7 separate regions of the Sus scrofa genome follow, and all the other regions are linked to region 1. The links are chromatin contacts, called in public targeted proximity ligation maps. All regions are on one chromosome and are shown on one strand. The core of a region is the stretch at or near the end of the contact, and the rest is flanking DNA. Distances in the headings are between cores, read along the strand shown.

Evidence for each region.
Region 2: a targeted proximity ligation map of alveolar macrophages shows a contact between it and region 1. A contact is called at or near these places in 1 of 5 promoter capture datasets (liver), 24 of 47 Hi-C or Micro-C datasets (alveolar macrophages, blood, brain and 12 more) and 2 of 2 datasets of targeted methods (alveolar macrophages and skeletal muscle).
Region 3: a contact with region 1 is called in a targeted proximity ligation map of alveolar macrophages. A contact is called at or near these places in 3 of 47 Hi-C or Micro-C datasets (embryonic fibroblasts, liver and subcutaneous adipose tissue) and 2 of 2 datasets of targeted methods (alveolar macrophages and skeletal muscle).
Region 4: a contact with region 1 is called in a targeted proximity ligation map of alveolar macrophages. A contact is called at or near these places in 1 of 47 Hi-C or Micro-C datasets (embryonic fibroblasts) and 1 of 2 datasets of targeted methods (alveolar macrophages).
Region 5: a contact with region 1 is called in a targeted proximity ligation map of alveolar macrophages. A contact is called at or near these places in 1 of 47 Hi-C or Micro-C datasets (embryonic fibroblasts) and 1 of 2 datasets of targeted methods (alveolar macrophages).
Region 6: a contact with region 1 is called in a targeted proximity ligation map of alveolar macrophages. A contact is called at or near these places in 1 of 47 Hi-C or Micro-C datasets (embryonic fibroblasts) and 2 of 2 datasets of targeted methods (alveolar macrophages and skeletal muscle).
Region 7: a targeted proximity ligation map of alveolar macrophages shows a contact between it and region 1. A contact is called at or near these places in 1 of 47 Hi-C or Micro-C datasets (embryonic fibroblasts) and 2 of 2 datasets of targeted methods (alveolar macrophages and skeletal muscle).

What each region holds. Positions count from the first base shown.
Region 1 is chr4:14,075,238-14,079,269 of Sscrofa11.1, reverse strand. All of the region lies in intron 8 of LOC102165543 (a long non-coding RNA gene), which reads right to left. Among named protein-coding and RNA genes, the nearest start is that of TRIB1, 220 kb to the left of the region's middle.
Region 2 is chr4:14,572,549-14,576,580 of Sscrofa11.1, reverse strand. The region is part of intron 2 of NSMCE2 (E3 SUMO-protein ligase NSE2); the gene reads left to right. Among named protein-coding and RNA genes, the nearest start is that of WASHC5, 24 kb to the left of the region's middle.
Region 3 is chr4:14,488,227-14,492,258 of Sscrofa11.1, reverse strand. All of the region lies in intron 4 of NSMCE2 (E3 SUMO-protein ligase NSE2), which reads left to right. Among named protein-coding and RNA genes, the nearest start is that of WASHC5, 110 kb to the left of the region's middle.
Region 4 is chr4:14,439,816-14,443,847 of Sscrofa11.1, reverse strand. All of the region lies in intron 4 of NSMCE2 (E3 SUMO-protein ligase NSE2), which reads left to right. Among named protein-coding and RNA genes, the nearest start is that of TRIB1, 140 kb to the right of the region's middle.
Region 5 is chr4:14,416,956-14,420,987 of Sscrofa11.1, reverse strand. The region is part of intron 4 of NSMCE2 (E3 SUMO-protein ligase NSE2); the gene reads left to right. Among named protein-coding and RNA genes, the nearest start is that of TRIB1, 120 kb to the right of the region's middle.
Region 6 is chr4:14,380,519-14,384,550 of Sscrofa11.1, reverse strand. All of the region lies in intron 4 of NSMCE2 (E3 SUMO-protein ligase NSE2), which reads left to right. Among named protein-coding and RNA genes, the nearest start is that of TRIB1, 84 kb to the right of the region's middle.
Region 7 is chr4:14,360,040-14,364,071 of Sscrofa11.1, reverse strand. The region is part of intron 6 of NSMCE2 (E3 SUMO-protein ligase NSE2); the gene reads left to right. Among named protein-coding and RNA genes, the nearest start is that of TRIB1, 64 kb to the right of the region's middle.

The DNA of each region.
Region 1 (4,032 bases), core at 845-3,344:
ACATCTTTAAAAATGTCTAAAGACTTCCCGCATCTATGTTCTAACATCAGAGTTTCAGACAGACAGACAGACAGATTCTCTCTCTTAGGTCCTTACCAGTGTCCTGGATTCAAGGGATAGCTCAGGTGTTATCTCACATTTCATAGCCTGCTAAAGTTCACAAAGTGCTTTTTTTTGGGTGGGGGGAGGTGGCTGCACTTGCAGTATATGGAGGTTCTCAGGCTAGGGGTCAAATCCAATCTGTAACCTCCGACCTACATCACAGACACAGAAACACCAGGTCCGAGCAGTGTCTGTGACATATACCACGGCTTACAGCAATGCTGGATCCTTAACCCACTGAGTGCAGCCAGGGATTGAGACTGTCCTCATGGATGCTAGTCAGATTCATTTTCGCTGAGCCACAATGGGAACTCCTTTTTTCTGGCTGCACTTGCAGAATATGGAAGTTCCCAGACCAGGGATGGAACCCCAGCTGCCACAGAAACAATGCCAGATCCTTAACCTGCTGCCCCACAGCAGGAATTCTACAAAGTGCTTTTTTGTTGTCCAAATTTGAATGATAGAATTGAGACAAAAAACTGTCAGGCTGTGGTCAAAAGCTAGTTCATAGAGGATCTGGGTACAGAATGCCTGAGGGACCAGATGTATTAATTGTTTTTATTTGTTCATTTATTCATGAGCATATACTGAGCCTCAGACTATGTGTGAAGCTCTGTGCTGGGCTCCGGGGACATGGTGGTGAATATGACATGGTTCTTACACTAGTGACATTCAAACATGGAATCCACCAAAGAAGGGGCAGGACTGAGAATAGGAGAGGGCCTGAGTCTGGGAACTGTACCGGACAGGAATCAATAGATGATGCTTTTGACCTGCATCCCAGAGAGTGAGGGACCTTAACTGAAGCCTTCGAGTTCATGTTCTGAGGCTCCCTTCATTCTGGGTGCTGCCCCAAGCAAGGCAGAGGGGGAGGTGGAGCTGAGGGTCATGGAGAGACTGCAGGCCTTGGGGTCCTGCATATTCTACCTGCCAGGTAGGTGAGTGGTCTAGGATCATGTAACTTCTGAGACTTAATCTTCCACCTATAAAATGTGGATACTACTACTTACTTGCCAGGGTTACTGTGAAGACTAGTAAACAGCAAATCTAAAGAATAAATGTGCCCTTGATAATGTCAGATACAGAGATGCTTAATAAATGGTAGTTACATAGAAATAAGGGTGAGATAGAATCATTGGCTTTAAGAAACTTACTCTATACCTGGCAGGGGTGGGATGGGGGTAGGATGGGAGAGTGGCATTTGCCAGTGTGTGTGAGAGAAGAAATGAGTATAAGTCCTACATTGGATTGCTTACAAACAAGATCAGAATCCAGAGAAGAGAGAGAACAGTGTGGGCAGAGGCAAGGCTTTGTGGAAGGACCAGAGAGGTGGCCAGTTTTCAGCTTTGGTTCTATAACCAGACTCCATGGGCTCATACATGAATTCCATTTCCCTTATTAGCTCTGCGTTCTTGGGCAGATGTTATTAATTCCCTCAAGACTCAGTCTGTTCTGCTGTAAAGTGGGTATAATGGTGGTACTTACTTATTGGGTAGTTCAGGGAGTTAAATGAGCTAATTCACAGAAATGTTAGCACAGTGCCTGGCACTTAGTGACAGTGCCCTGAATCTTATTCCTGATGAAGTGAATCTTGAAAATGAATGACCTCATTGTAGTTACAAGGATACCAGTGGAGTACCTGTACACACAAAGCGTTCCTTAAATGCCTTATATTTCTTTGTATCTTCCCTCGGCCCCTGGCATAGTGGCTGGCCAGAGGTTAGTTTGCATATGAAGAAGTTGGCTGGGAGAATGATGATGGGTTAAATGGGGGCCATTCTAAGTAGGGGAAACAGCAAAAGTGAAAACAAATCAGTGGGCAATGGCCCAAATCTTCAAGGAATTTAGGAATACTGTTCAGTTTGTGAAGTCAGTTAAGCTCTCTGTCTCCCCCTGGTGGCCATAAAAAATATACACAGCTCCCTTCTTGGGCAAAGCCGTCCTCGCTTCAAAGAGAACTGTCATCTTCCTCCCCTCAAGACCCAGGAGAGGATGTGCTCTGGCTGTGATTCAGCCTCGCAGACTGATTCACGACCTGTCTCGACTGCAGTGACTTGCTCTTGGTGACACTTCCTGAGGAATAACAAACAGTGATGTAAGATCAGCTCAGGAATGAAAGAAAGAGCTGTTGTTTAAGCTCTTCTCTTTTTATCCATTCAAATTCTCTGGAACGCTGCTCTTTGACCTCCTCCTTCAGGAGCCACAGTGTCAAATAATCTCCTCTTTCTTGTGTTATTTGGGACAATTGATCATGTAATGATGACAACGGCATCGCTGGATTGTTACTCTGTGGCAGGCACTGTGCCAAACTCCACACATTTAACTCATTCATCCTCCCCAAACAACCTTCTAGGTGTTCTTTTTTTTTTTTTTTATCTTTTGTTTTTTCAGGGCCTCACCTGTGGCATATGGAGTTTCCAGTCCAATCGGAGCTACAGCTGCCAGCCTACGCCACAGCCACAGCAACGCAGGGTCTGAGCTGTGTCTATGACCTACACCCCAGCTCACGGCAACACCAGATCCTTAACCCACTGAGCAAGGCCAGGGATCAAACCTGCAACCTCATGGTTCCTAGTCGGATTCGTTTGCACTGCGCCACAACAGGAACTCCTAGGTGTTCTTTTTGATGCAGTTTTTCAGATGAGGAAGCTCAGGCACAGTGAGGAATGTGGCTAGCTCAAGGTGACACAACTAGTATTTGCAGAGCCAGGATTCGAACTCCAGAGACCTGGCTCCAGAGACTATGCACTAACAACTGTACCAGCTGCCTCCTGTTGACAAATCCTGGCTCACTGTCATCTATTACTGGACCTTTGAGGCATGAAGGTCTTGTGTCCCCAACTCGGAGCCCCTGGTGGAGGACAGTGTTCTCACACTTTCACCATCGGAAAATCTTGGAGAGAAACGGTTTGAAAAGCACATTCCTGGGGTCCCAACCTCTGAGCTGATTCAGCCCGTCTGGAATGGGGCCCAGGAGTCTGCACTGTTCATAATGGTAATGATCTCTTGTGGAGTCGAATCTTTGACGAATCACTTCCAGCCTCCCCGAGTCTCTATTTCCCTGTCTGTAGAACAGGTGTGCTAATCTTGACCTCAGTGTCACTCTTGTAAGGACCATCTGTTTAGGATGGCTCATGTTGGGTGACCAGTGTAGTGCCTGGCACACAGCGGGCATTCCTTAGATACCCCTGCCCTTGATGCTTCCTGTTTTTTTGTGTCTCCCATGGCCCCTTGGTACAGGGGAGTGTCAGCTGGGAAGCTGACAGGGAGTATCTTCAGTCGTATGCGCTATGACAAAATGGGATTTTCTGGTTCAGGAGTGGACACCTCCTCCTCTGAGTCACAGTGGTACAGTGCTTGACATAAGCCTTGGCACAGTGGGTTCAAACCTCAGCTTCCCATCTGAGCAGGATGGGGCAGTATACCTTCCTCAAGGGTTGCCGGAGAATCCTCCCATAAAAGTATACATGGGGCAGGGCTGGTATAACCTTCCAAGCATCATCCTTCTTTTTACCTGGGCCATTTCTACCCAGAGGCTGAGTGGAGTTCCAGCCAGGCCAGGGGCTGAGTGGGTGAGCAGTTTGGGAAGATGTGAGCTTGTCCCGGATTTCTGGAAGGCAGATCCTGGGCGGCAGGGCAAGGCCAGGAATGGCTCTCAGGACTGCAGTAGATGGGCATGCTTCACTTCTGACGTGGAAGAAAGGGAGAGAATGTCCGAGGAGGCTCTGAGGACTTTCCACTTGACCTCTGGGGTTGATGTGGCTGTGGGACTGAGATCCTCCTTTCATTGAGGGGAGCAGCTAAGGAGGCAGCAGGATCAGCCCTTGTGTGGTCTCCAAAAAGGGAATCATTAATGCTCGCTTCTCCTTTGCTTTACCCCACATCTCCCTCTTCCTGCTTTGAGCACTTTGATATTTTCTCACTTTCCAT
Region 2 (4,032 bases), core at 806-3,305, 500 kb before region 1:
GAGGCTATTGAGATCACAACGTTTTAAGATCAGCTCTTCTAGAAATGAGGAATATACCTCTCATTTCCACCAGCTTCATTTCCAGTTATCCAGGTTACTCAGTTCATTTACTTACCAGCGATATATGTGTCTCATATTTATTATTTACTATTCTAAGTTGGTGCCTCTTGATTTTGTGGTTGATAACTTTTAAAAGCCACTTTAAAAAGATGTATCAACAGTAGGTGTAATTCTCTCAGCGGGCCAGTTGTGTGGCGAATAGTTTGGGGATGTTAAAAAGTGTGAAATGTGTTTTTCTTTCCTCTTGGCTTCCTTCGTCAGAAAGTTGAGCAGTTTCCTTTTTAAGGGCTCTGGAGAGGAGAGCTTGGGCTGCTCTTGGCCTCACCTCACCTCATGTTACCACTCTCACTCCATAAATTTCCAACCATTCCAACACCTCCAGATTTTCTTTCTTCCACTGACTGTACCAACCTGAAATTTGGCTTGGTTTCTCCACATGATGGCATGTGTGGAAATAATTGCTTGCTCTGCTCTCCTGTTTGCTGAGCTCTCCCATCCATATTAAGGTGTCACTTTTTGAAATAGTAAATGAGTCATCTTTTAGATTTCTAAAACAGAATCTGTATAGTACCTGAGTACTGCCTCGGTTTTTCTAGATGCTGGAGAATAACAATTTTTTTTTTTTTTTTTAGAATAACATTTGAGTTGATTTCTACTTTTTTTTTTTTTTTTTTAAATCTTTGAATCAGAGACGTGGCTTAGGTTTCAATGATCTAATAGAATGTGAAAATGACCGCTACAGAAAGAACTGAAATGGTGTCGCTCGATCAGATTTTAAAATTAAACTAGCATTTTGTATTATACGTATGATCATTGAAAACAATTAAGACTAGTTTAATTCTAGGCAAAGAGTACAATTCATGGCAGAGGTAGAACAGACTTAGGATCATTTTTGAAACATCAAGGCTTTTTAAAAGACATTGAAGTTTGTCTTTCAGTAAGCAGAAACATGCTTTTATTTGATTGGTGATTAACAGATGAAACCAATTTGATTATTCTAGAGAAAATTATTTTATTATCCAGACTTATTTATCCCTCTTCTTTCTGTGCTTTATAACTGAAATTGTGTGTTCTATATAAGTGGAAAGTTATATTTATATGTAGCAGCACTGTCCAATAAAAATATAATGTGAGCCGCGTATGTAACTTAAAATATTCCACCGTCCTCATTACAAAAGGCAAGAAGAGTAGGAATTAATTTCAGTAATGTTTTATCTAATCTAATGTGCCTAGAATATTATTTCAGTATGTAATCAGTATTAAAATTGAGTTATTTTTACATTTACATTCTTTTTTTTGTGCCAGGTTCCAAGTTCAAAATCTTATGATGGATCTCAATCCAGACTAGCCAAATTTCAAATGCCTAATTGCCACTGCATGTGGCAAATGGCAACTGTAATAGCAAGTAGAGAGGGTATTTCACTTTTCAGTGACTCTATCAAGAAATTTTAAGGGTAGTTAAATCAATCAGTTTTGTAGCTTTTTAGAGGTTTTGGTGATATTCACATTGAACCAGTTAGTAAAACAAGATAATACTATTTACCGATTTCTGTTTTTTCCTTTCTCTTTTTTCTCTTTGTATTAGTCGCCCTCTACCACTGGCGTGATTGGTATTTTAGGTTTTTCCCCAAATTGTTTAACCAGCTTAAACTTACTTCTGCAGATCCTATTAATATTTGCTTCTGTTTGAAATGTCACATGCTGATTTGACTCCACACCTACACTACTTTCATATTTTGTAGCTGATGTGGTAATTTAGTTTCTTTTGGTCTTGAGCAAGCTAGAGGGAGTAAGCCTCTTAAGCAGCCAGAACACTCTAGTTGCTGTAAACAATTAGGCCTGTCAGCAGTTGACCTTGGAAATGCTAATTTGCTTGTCTCTTGGTGCTGCTTCAGGCCCTGGCTTTCTCCCTGTGGGTGGGAGTTATGAACCCAGTTTGGAGAAGGCCCTTGGGGAAGCACCAAATAGATGTGCTTCTTGCTTCAGTTTTGCATGTGACCAAGTGCAAGAGGCATTCTTTGTGTGAACTTCTTTGAAGGGCTTTAAGAGCCTGCACTGATGCCTAGACTGAAGTTGAGAGGAAGCTTTGTTGACATTTGAATCTCCCCTTCCCCTGCATTCTAGCACTATCTGCCATAATGATTGATTTAAAATGATTTCATTAATGTTTCATTATATCCCTTGATGGGGTTTTACTTTTTTTTTGTCTTTTTAGGGCCACACCCACAGCATATGGAGGTTCCCAGGCTAGGGGTCCAATCGGAGCTACAGCTACAGGCCTACACCACAGCCAGAGCAATGCAGGATCTGAGCCGTGTCTGCGACCTACGTCACAGCTCACAGCAACTACAGATCCTTAACCCACTGAGCGAGGCCAGGGATTGAACCTGTGTCCTCATGGATACTGGTTGGGTTTGTTAACCATGGAGCCACAGTGGGAACTCTAGGTTTTATTTTTGATAACTAACCTAGATTTCTTTTTAACCCCTTCCAGTCAATTGCTCTATTTTTTATGACTACATCATATTCCATTGTTTGAATGTACCACATCTTATCTATGCATTCATTGTTGCTGGACATTGGGTTGTTATTATTAATAAATTATTATTTGGATATTATTAAGAAATATTGCTCTGAACGTTTGTGTACAAATTGATATCATGGTTTTGATTCGCATTTTCTGATGACTAATGAAGTGCAGTATATTTTCATGTGCTTTTTGGACATTTGTATTGGAGAGATGTCTATTTGGATCCTTTGCCCATTTTCAAATTGAGTTATTTCTGTCTCTATTTTTGAGTTGTAAGAGTTCTTTATATATTCTGGATGCAAGTCCAAAATCAAATGTATGATTTATATTTCTTCCCATTCTGTGAGTTGTCTTTTTACTTTATTGATAGTGTTCTTTAAAATATAGAAGTTTTTTATTTGGTGAAGTCCGGTTATCTATTTTCTCTTTTGTTACATGTGTTTTTGATCATACCTAAGAATCTATTGTCAAATCTAAGGTCATGCAAATTTATTCCTATATTTTTTCCTAGGAGTTTCACAGCTCTAGCTATTATATTTAGATCCATTTTTGAATTAATTTTTGTAGATGGCTTGACTAATGGTCCAGTTTCATTCTTTTGTATGTGGCTGTCCAGTTGTCCCAGCATCATTCTTCCCTCATTAATAGTCTTGGTACCTCATTGTTGAAAATCAGTTGACCATTGACATACAAGTTTATTTTTGGACTCTCAATTAATTCTATTCCATTGATAGAATTCTGTATGCCTATCCTTCTGCCATCAGCACATTGTCTTGTAGCTGCTGCTTTGCAGGAAGTTTTGAAGTTGAAAAGTGTAGTCCTCCAACTTTACTCCTTTTTTTCAAAATTGTTTTGAGTTTTTTTGGGGGGGGGTCTCTTGTAATTCTGTATAAATTTTAGGATCAGCCTATCACTTTCTACAGAGAAGCCAGCTGGGTTCTGATGGGATTGCATGAAGCTTATAGTTCAATTTGGGAAACATTATCATCTCAACAATATTGTTTTCCATAGGACCATAGGATTTTTTTTTAGCATCTATTTATATCTTCTGTACTTTTTTCAATGTTTTCAGATTATTAGTTTTACATTTTTTGTTACTTTATTCTAAAACAATTTATTCTTTTTGGTGCTATTCATTGCAAATGTTTAAATACACAGTTGATTTTTATATGTTGATCTTGTATCCCACAACCTTGCTGAATTTATTTATTTTGGCGTGTGTGTGTGTGTCTGTGTGTGTGTGTCTGTGTGTGTAAATATCTATTATCTATGTGTTTTTTAGTGGATTCTTCAGAATTTTCTTTTTGTAAGATCATGTCATCTGTGAATAGAGATAGTTTTATTTCTTCCTTTCCAGTTGGGTTGCTTTTATTTCTTTGTCTTGCCTGCCTAGAACCTACAGTAAGTACAGTGTTGAATGGAAGTGGCAGGAGCAGATGTCC
Region 3 (4,032 bases), core at 744-3,243, 410 kb before region 1:
CTGATACGAGAACTAACTCGTCAGTTGTTTTTTTTTTTTTTTTTTTTTTTTTGACTCTAAGCAGCTGTCTTTGTGCCAGTCCTGTCATTACAGCTGGGCCGAGGTTCTTTGTATGGCTGTTTTCCAGACGAGCCTCGCTCAGATTACCATTTCTCTCTCCTCTCCAGTTGCTTGCTGACCTAGGCTTTTCCACTATACTCCCTTTGTGCCAGTGACCATTCGAATGTAAAAGAAAAAAACTGAACACGCGTAGTGGGCTAGCACTAGCCGCGAAGAGGAAAGGACTCCATCCTTCAGGCGGTGTGTGCACTAAAGCAGTGGTCTCCATGTGTCTTCGATGGTTCTGCTCAAGAGGAGCAGACACCTCCTGATATTTTGTTTATTCAGATTTATACATATTCTGCATAATGTCAGCATGTATGTTATTAGGAAGACCTAGTTTTTTTCCCCTCATTTTTTAGATAAAACTTTAAATAAAAATTCCAAAAGTTTGCATACTGAGGTTCATGCATCCTAATTTGAAAACCTGGGCTGGAATAATGGATAGCTTGGATTTTTTTTTTTTTTTAACTGAGCAGAATAGTTAATCACTGTATATGACTGTAGCATAGATTCTGTAGGTAATGCTGAGGATTCTGACAGCTGTAAACAGACCATTTAGGGAAAAGCCCTAGCATCCATCTCATAGTCACTGTGCTATTCAAGTGTAAGAATTCCATGTGCATTTGGAATAAAAATAGCATATTCTGAAAAACTGAAATTTTTTTTTTTTTAGATCAGTCGGTTATTAGCCATGCATCTCTCACCACCAATATATTTTTTTTCTAGTATAGTTGATTTACATTGTTGTGTTAGTTTCAGGTATATAGCAAAGTGATTGAGTTATATGTGTGTGTGTGTGTGTGTGTGTGTATACACATATAAATACATGTTTTCTAGATTCTTTTCCATTATAGGCTATTACAAGATACTGAATATAGTTCCCTGTGCTATACAGTAAGTCCTTGTTTGTTTTATATATAATAGTATGTATCTGTTAATCCCCAAATCCTGGTTTATCCCTCTCCCACCCCCTTTCCCCTTTGGTAGCCATAAGTTTGTTTTCTATGTCTGTGAGTCTGTTTCTGTTTTGTAAATAAGTTTATTTGTATCTTTTTTTAGAGTCTACATATAAGTGATATCATATGATATTCGGCTTTGACTTACTTTACTTAGTGTGATAATCTTTAGGTCCATCCATGTTGCTGCAAATAGCACTATTTCATTCTTTTTTGTGGCTGAACTGTATTCTCTTGTATATGTACACCCCACTTTTGTCATCCATTCATCTATAAATGGACACTTAGGTTGCTTCCATGTCTTGGCTTGTAAATTGTGCTGCTGTGAACATTGGGGTGCATGTATCTTTTCAAATTAGAACAGGCATTATTTTTTAAACACCTGTTGAGTGTTCACATTACCAGGCTAACTGTTCACTATACTTGATACTGTGCAATGATTCTATTTGGTATCTATAGCCCACATTTCCTGCTGTTTTTGCTAGATACTTTTTAAAGCACTTTACTTCCCTGTGGCCGCACTATCAGAGAAACATGGGTCGTTGTGACTCTTAACACAGAGCCACATAAAATCCGTGAACAACAGTCCACTAGAGTTTCACGGCACAAACTTTTAAATGAATCATTAATAGTATCCTCTCTATGTCGTTGCTCTTTGGGGTCTGGAGGGGCGGATAGACAGAAGGAGTTGAAAGAATAGCCTAAGATGCATTTCGTGTTTGCAGTGTTCCAAAGCCTGGATATAAATAATAGATGAGCATTTCTACTTAACTTATCTGGCTAGATTCCTGTGCCTAATGGCTGCATATATACCATAAACAGTGTGAAGAAGCAGCCATGGAAACACTTGTTTTCTTGTTGGGCTAAATTTACTCTGGGTTGAATATTAACACAGTGCCTGGCAGTACTTTAAAAGCAAAAATAGCTTAAGCGTGACTCACTCTGAGTCATTTACTGCTAGTGTGGCTATACTGCCTAGAGCTTGACATTGAACAAGTTGGCAGCCTGTATTGCTACATTTTTTCTAGGAACTCTGAACACATTTCATTCTTGTGAATTCGCTTGTGCAAGATATTAAATAGAGTAATATGTTTATTTTGTTTCAAAGTCAAATGAATTTGAGAATGGTGAAACTAAAGTATTTTTCTTGGGCTTTCTGGAAAAGCCAGATTCTCAGAATTCTGCTGTGGTTAAAAGACTTTATTTTATAAAGAATTAATAAAATGTCATGGAGCTTATGTTTTTAGATGCCTACATTTTTCTGATTGAAAACCTCAGATTGCCCTGAAAATCATCACAAAAAGCAAGCCTAGGTCGTACCACCATGTAGATTCATTAATTTTCTGACATTACCTGAGTTAGATGGATTGTGTCATTCAGGACACTCTTTCTTTTACTTTTCCTTACTTCTTCTTTAAAAAAAAAAAAAAAAAAAAAAAAAACCAACAAAAAACCACGATGAGGCATGCAGTGAAGCCTGCCTTATAGTTTAGTCGGGTATGTGACTGTAAACTTCTCTCTTGGTATTAAAGGTTATATAATGGGAAGTTCATTGGTTTTTGAAAGGCGGACCAAACCCACCCACGGGATTTCTATTGGCCCTTTAAATGTATTGCGTGCCTTTCCCTGGGCAACCCGCGTGGTTGAGGAAGGAGGGAGTTGCTGGTTGGCTGACTGCGGGAAAGCCTCTGAAGGTTCAGTTGCTCTCATGTGGGCTCGGGTCAGGAACGGCTGGGAATCTAAAACGATATCGATGAAGATGGTTTTCCCTTGATGTTGCAATCTTTACCATGTTTTTGTGTTTAGTTTCTGGAGTTGCCTAACAGTATAATTTCAATCAAGGCTTAGTTTCAGCTCTTTTATTATAAACTGTGGGGAACAGGATTTTTTTTTTTTTCTCCTCCTTAAAGGCGCTATCATTTTGCCTCAGGAGTTCTATGATTTGTATAGAAAGACAGCCTGAAACCAAAATGAGCCTAAGCTAATGCTAGATGTTGTTTTGAAATTGTTTTACCATAAAATTCTTGCATTAGGAGATGTAACTCAGGCAGAGAATTTCAACATAGTTGCATAAATTGTGTTTCATATTACAACTTGTTCTCTACTTGACTTCATTGAAATTAATAAAAGGACTCTTTCAGAAGGATCTGGTGAGTTAGCATCATTGTTTAAAAAAAAAAAAAAAGGAAAGAACTTACTCATAATGTATCCTGTGTTGCTAAGTTTTCAAAGCTAGCTATCTCAGCCACACCCAGAAAGCCCTTTCAGAGGACTGAAATCCACTTACTCATTTATGCTGGCTTAGAATTTTCTTCCCAGTAAAGGAAAAAAAGTAAAAGAGCTGAGATCGAGCTGAAATTTCCCTGAGATATATGATGATTTCATGAAAAACTAACATTTGGAAATTGAGTGGCTGCCAAGTCTTGAATGTAATACATAGTTCCTTATTCTGTGGTTAAAGAGATCCTTTAAAGCAGGGCTTTCCGACTGGGGCTTTGTGGGTGCTAAAAATATCCCCAAGGTGCTTATTGTACCCGGAAGGGGTGCCATCACCCTGCCCTCCATCTAGAGGAGGGAATGCCAGTCCCGCTGTAGCCTTCCCTTGCATGCTGGTCATGTGGTCCCTTTGCTGCTCATTTTGGTGGCATATAAATGAGTTATTTGTATGGCTTCAAAATTAACTCCACAGAGTTGAGTTAACCAGCCCTTTTTGGGTTGTCAACTTTGGTGGCTTAGTCTAAATGAAGCTCAGCCTAGCCCAGTAGTCACTCTGTTATTATCAGTTACCTAGATTTGTTTTGTACACAGAATTACATTTGTTAAAACAACATAAAGACTTCACGCAGGGTCTGGCATAAAGTAGGCACTTAATAAAAGCTCGTCAAATCTGAATTTACTTATATGGCAAATATTACAACCTTATTTGATCCACAAAGCTTTCTTCCTTTCATTCATTCCCATCCTCAGACATTTA
Region 4 (4,032 bases), core at 653-3,152, 360 kb before region 1:
GTTGGTTGTCTGTTTTATATATAGTAGTCTGTATATGTTAATCCAATTCTACTAATTCATCCTTCCCTCTTAGTCCTGCTTTTTAATGCTCTATAATCACGCGTGTGTTCTATGTTTCACTTCAGTAACGATTGTTTACTTAGCACTTTGTGTCTTCAGAGAACTCAACCACATGAAATAATTAATCTGCATAATAACCCTGTGAGTTAGTAGGTGGGGATTATTGCCCCTTTTTTAAGATGGGAAAACCCAGAGAGGTACTCAGTGACTTGCTCAAGGCTATACGGCCTCTGAATTTTGAGTCTGTAGTTTCCTTTATCTTATCATACTCATATTACATGTTTATTGTCCATCTTAACTTCTTAGGCCATGTTTGTGACTTCACGTATTCAAAAATCTTAGCATTTAATTCTAGGAAAGGGCAAGATAAGGAAAAAGTGAAAGTAACAAAATGACTAAGTCCCACTGCCCCCCAGGAGGTTGGGGGATGTTGCTGGAAATAGTCATATAACTAAGTCTTCCAGTATATCCAGGGAAGGAATTTCCAATTTCCAGTGACATCCAGTGAAGTGACATCATTTCAGCTAACTGACCAGCCAGGCCTTGTATCAGGGAGTCTTCTGTGGCAGTTCACTGGAGCTTTAACACTACACATAGCAGCAAGAAAATAATTATAGAAATGGTTTTTTTGTTTTTTTTGTTTTTTGGGTTTTTTTGTGTACATATAAAGCTGTGTGGTATAGTGGAAAGAAAACTGGCTTTGGAGCTCAGTAGACCTGGGTTGAAATCTCTCCCAAGAGGAAGCTGGATGACACCACACCAGGTTCTTTCCAGCAGCAGTGTAGGAAGGATTAGATAATGATGTATGTCAGCTGCCTGGCATGGAACCCCACAATTAGGGCTTCATAAATGGTTGCTGTTATTTTTAAGCTCATTCAGAGACAAGATGTAATGCTCTAAGGGCCTTTTGATTTTTCCGTTGAATGACTGGACCAGGTAAATTCAACTTTTGAGGAATTACAGCCTCTTACAAGAAGCCAGTGAAACATTTTGATATTGGAGTCAACTAGACACACTATCAGCCCTTGTTCACTGACAAATATGGGCAGGTAATTTCAAGAGGTCAGTCATCAGTGTGTGCCTTCCAAAACATTATAGTCATGTTACAGTAAACTTTTTATATTTGTTGCGTCACAAAGATTTATTGAAGTGATAAAAGTTATTATGGAAAACAGTGTGCGGTAACTATGGTAACAGTTATTTGATCTCACAGTAATTAGCTAAGCATTTAGTTGCACAAGACTTTCACAATGCCTTCCTGGTTAGTTCATTAAACAAAATTAGCTTTTGTTTGAACTGCCTTTCTGTAGCGTCCTAAATTTGGTTTTAGTTCAAAAGAATTGAAAAGTGGGTTTTAAAACTACCTTTCCAGCCTACAGTTTGTGAACATATTTGAAGTTGCAACTGGTTGTTATCTAATTCTTCCTACCGCAGTATGATTGTGATTCATCACTGTCCTCTGAAGTGTGCCTTTCAGGTCACTGGAGTGGGCTAGGAAGTGGGCAGAAAAGTTGGAGGCTCGTTTCTTAATTCTAGCCCTGTTTCTGGCTCCATTGGTGGATTGGAGTCAGCTGGTGCCCTTCCATGACGTAGTTTCTATACCTGTGGAATTGGGTTGCTGTATTATGTGTGAGAATTTGAGATCTCTTGAATGTGGTCATTTCTTGAGAACCTGCTGGTGCTCTGATGGCACCTGGAGCTGGTAGGTGCCCAGTTTTCTCAAGCCCTCCCCCACACCTCACCCCCCCAACCGCCCCAGGTGCCTCTTCTGCCCTGTTCAGCATAACTCATGCTGCATTCAAGTTCCTCTCCTTTTGCAAGATGGATGGGACTGCCGGTGATTCACCGACGTGGTGATGTCACTCTCCAGGGACTTGCAGAGCTCTTGAGAAGGGGCCTCTGCACCTGGGTTCAAGGAAGGTTTCCCGACCCCATGACTCCTCCCTGTTCGCCCCCAGCATCCAGGTGAAGCCTAACCCCTACGGTTTGATAGGTGGAGGAACCTGAGCGCAGTGGAAAACTTCAAGCATTCAAGATTTCACAACAGACAAATAATGAAAATGAAACCAAAAAATGTTTTAACTCATTTACTAAAACTGAGGCGGTTCCAAGATCAAGTAGCACAACAGGGTTTTTAAACATTCAGTGAAAGTTCCTAGTACTGATTTCATTTTAATTCCTGTCAATGTAGTGATTTTATTTTTAGTTCACCTACTTTTTTAAAGACACGACTAGGTTTTAAAAACTAGTTGCTAGTGTTCCCATTGTGGCTCAGTGGTCATGAACCCAACTAGGATCCATGAGGACGAGGGTTTGATCCCTGGCCTCGATCAGTGAGTTAAGGATCCCACGTTGCCGTGAGCTGTGGTGTAGGTCCCAGGTGCCGCTCAGATCTGGCATTGCTGTGGCCGTGGCGTAGGCTGGCAGCTGTAGCTCAGATTCGACCCATAGTCTGGGAACTTCCATATGCCACAGGTGTGGCCCTAAAAAGACACACAAAAAAGAATAAAATAAAAACTAGTTGCTTTCTGAATTGTGAGGCAAGTTCCTCTCCCAATTGACTGGATATCAGCTACCAGTTTTCCACTGGGCAAATGTTTTGGGGGCCAGAACATTGCCAGTTCTGGTCATGTTTATTTGCATGACTAGACTGATTTCTATAGGATAAATGAATCTTCAGTTTCACTAACTAGGGTTAGACTTCTAATGATAGGAATCTATTTGTGCTTGATTGGTCTTGACATTTTTCTGGCCAATCCGAAGAGAATGAAGATAATAATAGAATAAGTTATCCCAGGTGGCTTCAGCACCTGATCCATTTCTTTTTCCCCCTTTTCCCTATTTTTGCTTTTATCCTGTATGATTTTGATGGCTAAGCTGGAAAGGACTCTTCACTCCTCTCTTCGTTTTCACATATGCTTCAGAGAATAGTGTCTTTCATACCATTTAGGAAAAATGTGACGTCCTTTGATTCAACTCTCGTTGCAGTTGCCATGAAACTTTCCCCAGTTTCTCTCCTACCCTGTCCCCTGTTCCCTGACTCTCCTGTGTCATTTGTACCTAATTCTTAGGCATATTTAACATTGTATATTATAACTTTGGGTTAAAAACAATCTTCCTCAGGGGGCTGTGAACACCCCCAGAGGTAAACCACTCCTGTGCCTCCCTGTATCTTCCTGTGGTACCCAGCGTACAAGACTGTGCCCGCAGCCAGCCAGCCAGCCAACCCAGTGACTTGTCCTCATCTCACCTCATCTTTCTCCGTGATGTCCTGAACTCTAGTCGTGTGTGTTTTCTCTTTTGCTGCCAAGCCCACCCATGCTGGATGTTTACCCTGCAACTTCTCAAATTTTGCATTCCTTTTGTCTAGACCTACACAATGACCTCTGTATCCATGTCCAATCACTTCAGAAAAAGAGGAAGGGATGTACTGTTTGCTGAGCATCTGTTGTGTTTTAGGTACTGTACAGTGGGTGTTAGTCATTCCACAACCCTGTGAGGTAAGTACTAATGTCCATATTTTTTAATCATGAAAACCAGGTTCAGAAAGAAGAGAAGCTAATTTTACTGGAAGACGTAGTATTTGAACACAGGGCTCTCTGTCTCCAAACCCTAACCTCCTTCACTTTTTCCAATCTGTTGGCTCCTTTTTGGTGACTCAGCCCAACGTGAATACCACATTAAGCCAGTTCATTAAAGCCATCGCCTGCAACCACCCTGTGCTCCTTTGATCTCTTGGCCTTCTGCTGTGCTATCAGTCAGCCGGAGGTCTCCCTCCCCCTCTGGGGCTCCTCTCCTGCTCTAGTGCTCTAGATCTCTGCTAAAGAAATGACACAGATTCTTCCAGACATGGCTTTTTACCAGAGACAGGCTGCCAATTTCATTTAGACAAAGAATGCCCAACCCACTCGCAGCCCCTGCAATGCCCACCGCGAACAGTGATAAACAGCCATGAGTACATCTCATTAGAGC
Region 5 (4,032 bases), core at 493-2,992, 340 kb before region 1:
CAAACTAAGGTTTAATGAAATTTAGCGCCTGCCTTATCCAGAGCTCGCACCCTGAGCTCTCCAACAAACTACTTCGCCTGCATGTGTGTCACGTTAATAGATACTAAACTGTTCCCTTTTCCTCAACCAAATCACAGACTAGAAATAGTGCAGGAGTAGGGAATATAAGAGAGAATGTGAATGCATGAATCAATGAATGAGTGAATGGGATAGCAGACCTCAAACAGGGGAGCAAATGGATGAGTTTTGTTATAGTAGGGTTTGGCTTTTTGTCTTTGTTTTTGTCATGTCATGGTAGCTTTTGTCAAAGCTTTTAAAGTTTCTTTTCCTCTGGTACATTCTTGCACACAGACCTAAGGCAATAACTGCTGAGGAGAGCCACACTCAAGGCTGGTTATTCCTGGAGGAAAATGGCCAAGATGTCTCTGTCATGGAACAAAAATGGATCAGAGATTTTGCTTGTTCTTTTCTGTTAAGAAATTAGGATAAAAAAGAATATGATACCAGTTTTCCTTCAGAAAGCCAAGCATTTCTGAGTACCTGTTTTATCCATAGAAAATACAGCATATATTTAGAAATTCGGGAAGTATTTTCTTTCTGATGCAAACAATGTTATTTATGGTCACTTATTCAATTAAATTACGAGAATCACTTCACTGGGCCATTTTACTCTGAGATGTCCTAAAATCAATGAATGAATTAATGTCTCTTTTACATTCACGCACACACACGCACACGCACACTTCCTACACACCCATTTTTAAGAGCCTCTCATACCATTCATGCTTTTTAGTCAAGGTAAGTGTCTGAGTATAATGTAACTGAAGTCACATTCCTATAAAAATGCCTTGCCAAAAGGCAGTTCTTTAAGCCAGTAATCTTCTCCAGCGTAAAACAGGCTCCCTGGAGTTTATCTCATCCAGTCCTTTCCCTGCAAGGGTAGCTGTTCTTTAGTCTGCCCCAAACAATCTCCACTAAGTAGCCGTCTTTGGTTGAGGCACCTCCTGGGACAGACGGCTTGTTCCTTTTTCAGGAAGTTCTAAATGGTCAAAATTAGTTCCTTCGTTAAGCCAGATGCTGTGTTCTCTGATGCCTGCTTTTCTAACTCTTCAGGAATGAAACACGGTGAAAACTAGGGTGGAATATCTTAATTAACAAACATTTATTACTTCCCAAAGGCAAAGCAATTATGGAATGTTTCAAAATATTACTCTGGGTGCTTCATAACATTAACCCTTAATGTGGAAGAAGCAGCACAGGCTTCGAAGTCAGATAAGAGCAAAAATAATGCTGACTGTATGCCAGGCACTGTTGTAAGCACTTTCTAGAAGTTAACTCATTAATCTTGACCACAGCCCTCTGAAATGTGTACTACTGATATCACCGTTTCTACCGATGAGGAGATTGAGACACAGAGTTAAGACGCTTGCTCAAAGTCACCGAGCCAGTAGGTGTCAGAGCCAGCTTTTGAAATGGGGCATTCTGGCTGAAGAGACCCTGCCTCTTGACCCCTGGGCTCTGTTGACTCAACCAGAGCATCACATCCCACACCCAAACCTCATTAGCCAGGCCATGCAAGGCCCTTCCCTAACCTGCCTTCACTTTAGTTTCCTCATCCGTAAAAATGAGCAAGGTTGTTGAAAGAATTCAGTGGAGTGCCATTGAACTTGACCAGTGGTTCTTCACATCTGTGGATCTGGTTTTTTGTTTTTTTTTAAGTTGAGGCCCCACCCAGAACTTCTGATTCATTTAAATACTTTGTGGTGTGTGGTTTGCAGTCACCGGTTTGAGACGCATGTCGACATTGCTTCAGAGTAAGCAGGGTGGGCCTTTTTTTTTTTTTTCATTTAATCTTCTTGATAACTACAGAATTCATTAAAACGTTAGGCAGGATGGATAGGATTAAGTTTGGGGTGACATTAAAGAGTCTGACTTTGTAATCGCAAGGGGGTGGTTCCTCAGATGTGTAAAATGTACTTCCTCGCCTCATTTGTGGCTGAAATATTTATCTTCCTGGATACTCAAGGCAGCACATCTCATGAAGAGCTGCTGCTAGGAATAAGGAGTGTGCTGTTTTTCCGCTTTATTTGATAGCTCCTTTACTGTGACCCACTAAACTATCCTGAAAGTAAACCCTTCAAAATATGAATAGCATCACCTCCAAATAGTTTGCATTTTTCATCTGTACATAGTGAGACTCAAGAAGTTATGAATGTTTAGGTTGCTTTGGCTTCTCATCATAAGTGCGTTGGCTGAATCAAGAGCAGATAACTTATTCCTCGTTATCTTTTGATGTGAGAAAGGAAGACCCCTAAAGAAAACCACACACTCCTCTTATACAGTTATTTAAAGAGAATTGGGGGCTGATTAAATTCGTCTAGAACAGCTGGAGAATCTGTGCGTGTGGCAGAAGAATGCCACGTAGCTGGAGGACTGTTACTCGGATCCTGTAATTTTGCCTTTTTTGAGCTGTAACTGGGTCACTTCAAGGGCTGTGTCATTTCAGATCTCAGGCCAAAGCAGATCAAAGATAACAAAGCAGATTCAGAATCTCAGAGGTTGTGGTATCTCAGTGGAGTGGTACTGTTCCATTCAACAGTCATTTACAGGACATTATTCATTAGGCACCAAGGATGCAAACGCAACAGACACTGTCCCCACCGTCAAGTGGACAGTCTGTGGGAAGGCGGGAGCAGGTGGTTTCTGTACAGTTGGGCAAGCGTCACGGTGGAGGGAGATGTGGGCACTTTGAGAGCGGAGAGGAGGGTTGCCACATCTTGCCTGGGGGAGGAGGCGAGAGGGTAAGGATGGGGCTGATCTGAGAAGGCTTCCTGGGGCACGGAGTGCCGAGATGAGATGGATCAGCACTCGCAGGGTGAAGAGGATAGGACATTCCAGCCAGCAGCCTCTGTATCCTCCTGAGCAGGTTTTGTTTTGGTTTTGTTTTGTTTGGGTCTTTTTGTCTTTTTAGGACCGCACCTGCGGCATATGGAAGTTCCCAGGCTAGGGGTCAAATCGGAGCTACAATTGCCGGCCTACACCACAGCCACAGCAATGCCAGGTCCAAGCCATGTTGGCTACACCACAGCTCATGGCAACACCAGATCCTTAACCCACTGGGCAAGGCCAGGGATCGAACCCTCATCCTCATGGATGCTAGTCGGGCTCGCTAACCACTGAGCCATGACGGGAACTCCTCTTGAGCAGTTCTTAATCATCCCACCTAACCAGCAGCATCAGCACCAAATAATGTCCTGTCTGACTCACTGACTTCCAATCCTCCCATTACTTGACTATTAAAGAAAAAATTCAACTCTGTATCTCCATGATTCGTGGATTTTATGAAGTATAAGTTCGAAGAAAAAACAAAGGCCCTTTGGACCTTTTTGTCCCTGAAATGAACAGTCTGCCTCCCCATTTGGCCCAACCTCCCCTGTCATAACTTGAGCAGGATTGGCTGGGGAGTGTGCTAGAACCCCAGCGGCCCGGGCAGGTGGCCCTGGGGGAAATCACCCACGTGCGTGGCCAGCGGCCCAAGGAGGGTGTAAAATGAGCAAGAGCCAGACTACAGGCATCATCCGAAGTAGTCAGCAGCCCTGAAGGTTGGCCCCCTAACCAAAAATATGAGGAAGCAAAATATTTTGCTGAAATATTTATCTGGCTGCTCTTGCGTCCAGCCTGTGTCGCTTACTAGCCCGGTGACCTTCACCTCCGCGCTTTGCTTTCCCTAAAGTAAGTATGAACAATGGTGCCTATAATGGTGTGAGGATTAAATGAATTGGTCCTTAGAAAGCACTTGGAACAGTTTTGTGTTAAGTGTTGGTGGACCGAGGCCCTGTTCCCTCAGAAGGGGGCCTAAACATTATCAGGGCTTGTGCCAGTTCAGTGAGGAGTTTAGTACTGAGCTTGAATTCTCTGTGAGATCGTAGTTGGCCACACAAGGCAATTTATTCACTCATTGATTCAATACATACCTATTGGATGCTTCCTAGGTGCTAGGCACTGTCCTGAGCACCTGGGAAAACGTTAGAG
Region 6 (4,032 bases), core at 1,136-3,635, 300 kb before region 1:
CCCGGTTACAGTTTGAGAGCTACTGCTCTCTACGACGTTTCCCAGCTACGATTAATTGAGTTTAATTTGCCATCTTTTTTTTTTTAAATTTGCCGTCTTCCCATGAGTTCTCAAAAATAAAGTAACTGAATGCATTCTGAAAACTAAGAGACACCAGTCCTATTTTTAGCACTGCTTCGTTTCCAGTTCGCCGGCGTCTGTAAATCTGTTGTCAACTGAAGCACGTTTGACTGTACTTCATTCTCCTCACTTTGCCCGTTTCCTTCTCCTTAGCTGTTGAATCATATTTTTGGAATGAAATAGTCATAGGCTTTTTTATCATTAGCTATTTTACCATTGAATTTAGACGAGAGAACAGGATGATAAAATTAGAGGCGAGAGGCCCTCTGTGTGTGTCATCAAGTAACCTCATCTCCTTCTGGTAACAAAAATAAAATTCCCTTTAAATAATTTCGAGCTCATTCTGAACCAGCTCTGTGACGAGGAATGGCCTTCAGACGGTGTGACGATTAGGAGAAACTCATCGCTCCCTCCCAATGGGCTCCGCCAAGGTTTTCCTGTTGATTACAATTTTCCTTTTCTTAGTTTTATTGCCTCGCTCCCAATTACGATTCCAATAATTCATGTGCTAATTACCTCCCTGCAGTTTCTCTTGCTCCTGGATGTTCACCGTTTATGGGTTTTTAACCCACCTCCTCCTCCATCGGCTCCTGACTCCCCTGCTCCCTTTCCCTTCCCTGGGCCGCTGGTTGAGGTTGTCGGAGTGACTCTTTCCCAGTCACCTCATCACATTTTGCTTTTCTCTCAAGAGAATTTTGAGCCAAGGAAGAGAATTGTACTGAGAGACATTGGAGGGCTATGGCGTAGCCTTGTCCTTTTGCCGTGTTGCCCAGGGGTGAAGGGGGGGTGGCTAATTATTTGGTGCCTCTCACTATTTCTTGCACAAGCCAGAGGAGAGCCACACTCGAGGCTGGAGGTTGTGACTCTGACAGCATTGTCCTCATTAGAAGCTCAGAAAGGTAGTTATTTGAGATCTCTTTCTTTTTCTATAGCGTTTGTGAAACAAGTCCTGAGAGCCCTTTTCCTTCTCTCTTTTTCTCCTTCCTCCTTTGTTTTGTCCCTTCTTACCATCTGCCTTTTCACTTCCGCTGGTGTGGCCTTCTGAGGCTTGTCAGTGTCCGCAGACTCAACACTGCAGCGCTAGGACCGAGACCCCCACCGGCTTTGAAGATGAACAGGAGCAGCCAGTCACCCTGTTTGCCGTCTCAGAAACTGCCTCCAGGTTTCCTCACAATGTTTTCTTATTGCCTGGATGTGTGTATCAGGTCCTTGTCTCTAAAGAGGGCAAAACATCTTATCTCGTCTTCACTGTATCCCCATGGAATCGTCGAGAAGGCAGTGATAGCCCACAGGACATTTAACCCCTATCCCCCAGTGTATAGGAGAGCCGCATGGCACCTAGGTCTAGACTTGACCTGCCCACCCCCGAAGTCCATGTCTTACAGGATTCTTCTCTGGGTCTTGAGCAGAACCGCTTTTCTGCAGAAAAGCTAGGGAGTGAACAGAACAAGGACCCCTTAAGATTGGATCCCATGTATCAGCCCTGAGCCCCTACTGTGCGCCCTGCACTGCAGGTGCAGAGATGAGCAAAGGTGGTCCCTGTCCCTGAGTTGCTTACAGATGAGTCAGGGAGACAGTGGCAGAAGCAGATGCTTACGGATGATTTAAGTTGGGGTGGGGGGAGCCCCTGAGTGGGAAGGTTCCCCAGAGGAGGGCGGTGGCCTTGGTGAAGTGCTCTCCTGGGCTGCTGCTCACTTCTCTGCGCTTCTGCGCTGCCCAACCCAGGCTCGCACCGCTTCAGCCACTGTCAGCCCCCTCTGCTTCCCTGTCGTGCTCCCCTTAATTCCCACATGCCCTGGAGCATGTGAGCTCTCAGTGAGAAAGAAAATCCATCCCTTCTGAATCTGGGGTGTGGATGAGGAAAAGAGTAATAAGGTTCCATGCTAAGCATATTGTCAAGTGCTGTGAATGTCATGGAGGAGGAAGTTTTAAAGGGTGATTTCTTCATGTTTACAAAGCGAACAAATGACTCAGATCTATTGTACACATTCACAAGAGCTGTGTCCTAAGCTGATCCCGATTCTGAAGTCACGTGTCTTCCTTTGCACGTGGGGAAGGTTTTAAAGAGGGCAGAAACTGGGGAGATAGGGTTGGGGGCGCCGGGAAGAGGAAGGCTTGGTGACAAGGACTTAGTTCTAGGTGTGTGAGTGCTGGTGCCTTTCCTGGGCTCCGTCATGTTAAAGATGTCCCACGGCCCTCAGCCCCCTCCTCCCTTCCTTCTAGCTTTCTCTCTTCCTTTCCCTCCCTCTCCCCCTCCCTACCCCCCGCTTCTTCTCTCTCTGCATCTCTCTGCATCTCTCTCTCCCTCTATGTATCTCCGCCCCTCCCTCCTCCCTGTTTCTCATTTTTCTTCTTCCTTCCCGTTGGCAGGGATTTTTTTTTTTCTCCTTTGGTATGTTTTCTGTTAAGCTAACTTCAGACGAGATCCTGAGAACTGAAAACAGATGTCGAGGCAGCGCAGAGCATCTGTGGGTGCATCACCCTCGGAAGCCCTGATTGGCTCCGAGCGCTCCGCAAGCCGGGGAGCTGGGCTGTATCTCGGCTGGCTTCACGGACCTTGCTGCTGACAGGACTGTTCAGCTTCACTAGATTTGGTCCCTCGGGCTCTGACCTTTTTGAATTTCTTCCATGCTGAATGCACTTTGGGGATTATTCTCCTTTCTTTTTTTCTTCTCTCTCTCTCTCTCTTTTTTTTTTTTTTCCAAACATGACTACATTGTGCCACTGTAGAGAAGAATTTTTTTTTAATGGATTAAAAATAAACCTTGATACTCTTTATCCAGTGCGTGTCCAAAGGAAAAATAAGCATATTTAATTAATACCAGCTTCTGCAGCACTTTGTAACTCCCATGCTGGGTAATCCGTTGGAGTCATCTGTTTGATCAGACTCAAGGCCTGCCCTCACTTAGTAAGACAGGTACTTCCTCTTCTCTGAGCTTTATCCCAAAATGGGTGTCTTCAGTGGCTCCTTGCCTTCTGTCCTTGGAAGATTAAAACTTACCATTTATTTGAGAAGATGTCCAAAACAAAGTATGATATGGGTGCTAGCCTTATTCTGTTATTACAGTCTTGTGTTCTCTACAGGAATTTCATTCTTTTTGTCTTGAGCTTCAAAATCAGAGGAGCTGGAAGAGAAGATGTTACATAAATTACATGGTGAAATATTACCTTGTAGAGGGAGCAGCTAAGTTTGAAATATCACAACTGTCGTTGGGATAACAAACCACCTAGAAAATATCAGGGATTGAAATGGTGTCATGCCCCCGTCTTACCCCAAATTGAAATGTTGCAGATTTAAAGTTGAGCGGTTATAATTTTTTTTTGTCTTTTTGTCCTTTTTAGGGCCGCATCCACAGCATATGGAGGTTCCCAGGCTAGGAGCCTAATTGGAGCTGTAGCCACCAGCCCAGCAACACCAGATCCGAGCCACATCTGCGACCTACACCACAGCTTATGGCAACGCCAGATCCTTAACCCACTGAGCAAGGCCAGGGATCGAACCCAAAACTTCATGGTTCCTAGTCGGGTTCGTTTCCACTGAGCCACGACAGGAGCTCCATAAATTTTAAAGTTTCTTTTAAAGATATGATGCTCTCTAGCCTTGATTTCATGGTGTGTTTCAGTCTGATAAATTGGATAAACAAATCTGTCCACCCCCGACACCATCGGTCCTGTTTGCCTCTTAAATATTACCTGGTCTCATAAAGGGTGCTCGATGTAGACACAATGAACTGCAATATTTTGTCCTTATTTTCCTTCAGTCTTTTTTCTAGTATACTATTTTTTAAGATTAATTAGTCATACTGCATATAGAAGGTTTTTTTCTACCTTATATAACCTAAGCATTTTCTTTTGATATTGTTTTTCATGTCAATCAGATTTTGAGACTAGCGAGGCCACAGTTCACTTAAA
Region 7 (4,032 bases), core at 557-3,056, 290 kb before region 1:
TGTGACACATCCACTTTGAGAACCCTCAGTTCTTCCTCGTGGTTGCTTCCGATGATGTTTTGTTAGACGGAGTTCCAGGCACACTGCATTACTGGGCGCTGACTCCATGTTCCTGTCTGTGTTTGGGTCTCTTAGAAGACCTGTCTCCACTGGCTTAAGTCAGAATAAAAGTGTTGGGACTTTAGCCCTAACTAAATAAATACAGTCGTTAGAATAATTTCCTAAAGCACGTCACTTACTAACCGGGCTGTTTATTATCTTATTAATAAAGCTGCCCTATGGTTCTCATATTATAAGATATTTCCAGTTATCCACAGCCAGTGCTTTCCTTTTTTTGGTTTAAGATTGGGAAGCACCCTAACAAACAGTCGAGTTTAAGAGCATGGAGAGTAAAGTTCAGTTGAACAGAAATGTGTCGTCAGACAGCAGGACTCCACCATCGTGCTCGGAGTCCCTGTTTAAACTGTTTACCAACAAGTCAGTTGACCTCTCAGAGCCTCCATTTCTTCATCTGCAAAGTGGAAATAGCAACAGCATCTCACAGAATTTCATGATCCAAGGAACAGTGGGGAATTCCAGTCTAGGTCTGGACCAGCAAGTTTCTTGGCAGTGGAGAAGCAAACCACTTAGGAGAAAGCTCTTTTGAGACTACAGAGCGTTGAGCAAATAGCAGTCGGGTTACTGAGGTCGAGACCGTTCATGTTTTTATTACTCACCTCACTGCTTAGCGACACATTATTTTAGACTCAGAGGATGTAGGGTAGCATTACTCTGTGTGTAGGTATGATGGGAATCTGTCCCACTCGGATTTCCAGAGGTAGCTATAGTCCTGCGTTCTAGAACTTTCTAGAACTGGGTTGAACCTTGGAATTCTTGGAGCCCAGGTCCAGGAGCTCTTAGACTCAGAATCCTGTACTTTTGAACTGATGCTGAGACCAAGGTCCCCTACAGCCTGAGGGACCCCTAAGACCTTGGGTCCCTTTGTTCAGCAGACACATGCTTGATCGCTGCTGCGGTGGAATGTTCTGCCCTGTCGGTGACCCGAGTTCAGGACCCAGCCTCTCCTTCCAGGCCTCTGGGTCTGACTCCTGCAAGCAATGACGTGAGAGCTTAAGACTGGGTATTGCCACACCTGTCTTGCTCACCGGGATGTCGCGGGGATTAATGCCCAGATGCTTATAGAGAGTGTTCTTTCTCGAGAAGAGGAGTGCCCTGATTCAGTATCATGTCATTAGGATCTGGTCTTAGCCTCTTCAGTTTAGAAACTTGTGTTTGTTTATTTGAGACGGGGTGAGAAACAGGGTTCTCTCCCAGCCCCTGCATCAACCTCTCCTCCAGGCCTCGCCCCCACGCTCCCTCGGTGCCCCTGAGCCTGTGTCCGTGTCCCCCCGGCATTGTCCGAGGGGCTGGTGGCTCTTCTCCACAAGGTTCTTGAGAACAGACGTTGTGTGCTAGAGCAGGAACCGTTTGTGGTAGCACCTGAGTGAGTCCCTGGACCCTTGTCCCATGTCCTGCTTATTTCTCAGGACAAGCCTATGCTCTGCCTTCACAGAGGAGGAAACTGAGGCCCATTAATGAAGTCACTCACCCAGAGTGTCACAGCCAGAGGTTAGAGCCCAGGTTCTTTTCACTCTGGAGCCTGTATTTGAGTCATTAGGCCGTTGGCTCCCCTTGGGACAGCTTTTCGGTTAATGCCTCTGTCCCCAGAGTCGATCCGCCAAGTGAGCTCAGACCTCTTGGCCTGACACTGGTTCCATCCCACTGAGATAATCTGCAACTGATCGGTGTGGTTAATCCCATCACGCATTCTCAGAATGCTCTCATTTACTGACTGAAACCACTGATGTCATCAGGAAGTCCTCCCCACCTCACTCTCCACTTCCCTAAAACAGCTTATTCACTGTCTGGCTATTGGTGCTAAAGACTGTGTTCTGTGGAGGTGGGGGCGGGGGGGGGGGCACAGTCAGAGACGATGATCTGCGAGTCGATAAGCCTTAGCTGAGGGTCATCCCAGCAACCGACTTCGAGGTGCATTTCCGCTTCACGGAAGTTGAGGTCATGAACGGTGCCTCTTCCAAAGTCAGGAAAGTGTCCCTGTCCTTCTTATAATTGCATCTTATTTACTTTCACACTGAAAGAAGAATCCACTTTGAGACAGCAGGATGTTTGGAACAGGCGTCAAACACCTCGAACGCAAAGCCAAATCATCAGAACCATGCACGCTTGCATCGTCTTTCATAGGATCACCTTCCGTTAGTCATATTGTAACACCTACCCCTGATCATAGGAGGTCATTTCAGTATTTTAAAAATAAATAATGTTAGCAAACATATTATTCATTCCATTGAGTAAATGCCCCTCTAATATCAAGCTACCTTGGTCCAGAAATCAAGACCAAGAAAAAGATTCTCTTTTGTGTTGACCTGCTGAGCTTTCCACTGCTGAGCTCCCATGATCAGCTTTCTTCCCCTTCTGGTGTGTAGCTTTGGTCTTGTATTTGTTGTTTTTGATCTTAATATACTTGTGCTTTTTGGAGAGTTGTCTCAGATCACTGGGCTGGAGCTCTGTGTGGGGCAGGAAAACTATATTTGTATTTCACAGTTGGACGCTTAGAACCTAGCACAGGGCCAATCACATAAAAGAGTCAAATGATGCATTGAATGTGCACATGTCTGTGCTGGAGGTGTGCAAGCTACGGGCAGATCAGCAACTTTAATCCTGATCGTGAAGACCCGTGGTCAGGAAACAAGTGATAATCGTAGGAGATGGTGAAGGGAATGAATGTCATGGAGAATGGTGTTGCCTGGAGCCCTGGGAAATTTGGATTCTGTCCCTATTTTAAATCTGAGGACACAGAGGCTCCAGAAGGTAAAGTGAGTTGTCTATGGTCTTGTAACTGTAAGTAGGCGCTCCACTCAACCAAAGTCTGGTTCATGTTGAGAAGAAATCAGGTGACTTCATCCAACCCTCTGCCTTCAGAGGAGACCACATCTAAACAGAACCATGACTCACCCACTGATTTCTTCAGCCACAGCTTTTCCCCTGAGTCCCCATCACCCCACTCAGTCTCTCCACCGAGAGGACTGACCAGTGAGCATTTCAGAGAGAACATAAAGCAACAGGGACTCCTGATTCCATCCCAACCTGGATTCCCAGTTGTTTCCATGGAGACAAGGGGTGCCACCAGTCTCCCTTCAGCTCCAGCCAAACTCTTTGAACGAAGGTCATCCCTTTCCTTTACCCTCCACGTTCAAGTCCTTCAGCAAGTCCCACAGCTCCTACTTCCGGTTGTGTCCGGAAGCCGATCACTGCTACACCCTCATCCAAGCTCTCCCTCCTCTCTTCCCAGCTTCGCCTCTGCCCGTGTTCCCCATTAAGCAGCCAGAGACATGTTTTCCAAACTTAAGCCAAATCCCCTCCCTCTGCTGTCTCCACTCCTCCACTCTTTTCTAGTTGAAATAAAATCCAAAGCCCCACACCCTCCAACCAAATCTCCAGATGCCCCTCTCCTTGCCCTGGGCATTCCAGCCACACTGACCTTGCTCTACTCCTGGGCACCAAACAGCTCCTTCCTTGGCTTATACACGTGCTGCTGCCTCAGCCCAGGCCGCATGCAGCCCTTTTTCTTGATAAGAGCTTCTCGGTGAGCCTTGCCTGACCCCAGCTGGATAAGCCTCAGCCCACACTCTCTCCCTTGACCCTGCTTTTTAGCCTTTGTAGCACTTAATGCCACCTGATCCCACAGCAAGCATCTCTTTGGTGACTTAGCAGTGATCTCTCTCCCCCACTGGAAAGTGAGCTCCATGAAGTGGCCTCGCCTGTGCCCCCAGGACTGGGCGGGCACTTGGTGAACCAATGAATGAGTGCACATCAGTCCTGACTTTTAAAATGTGCTCCTTTTGGGGTAAAATGTCCTCAAATGTTATTCAGCCATCGAAAAGAATGAAATTTTGCCATTTACAGCAACATGGATGGACTTGGAGGGCATTATGCTAGGTGCAGGAAGTCAGAGAAAGACACATACTGTATGAT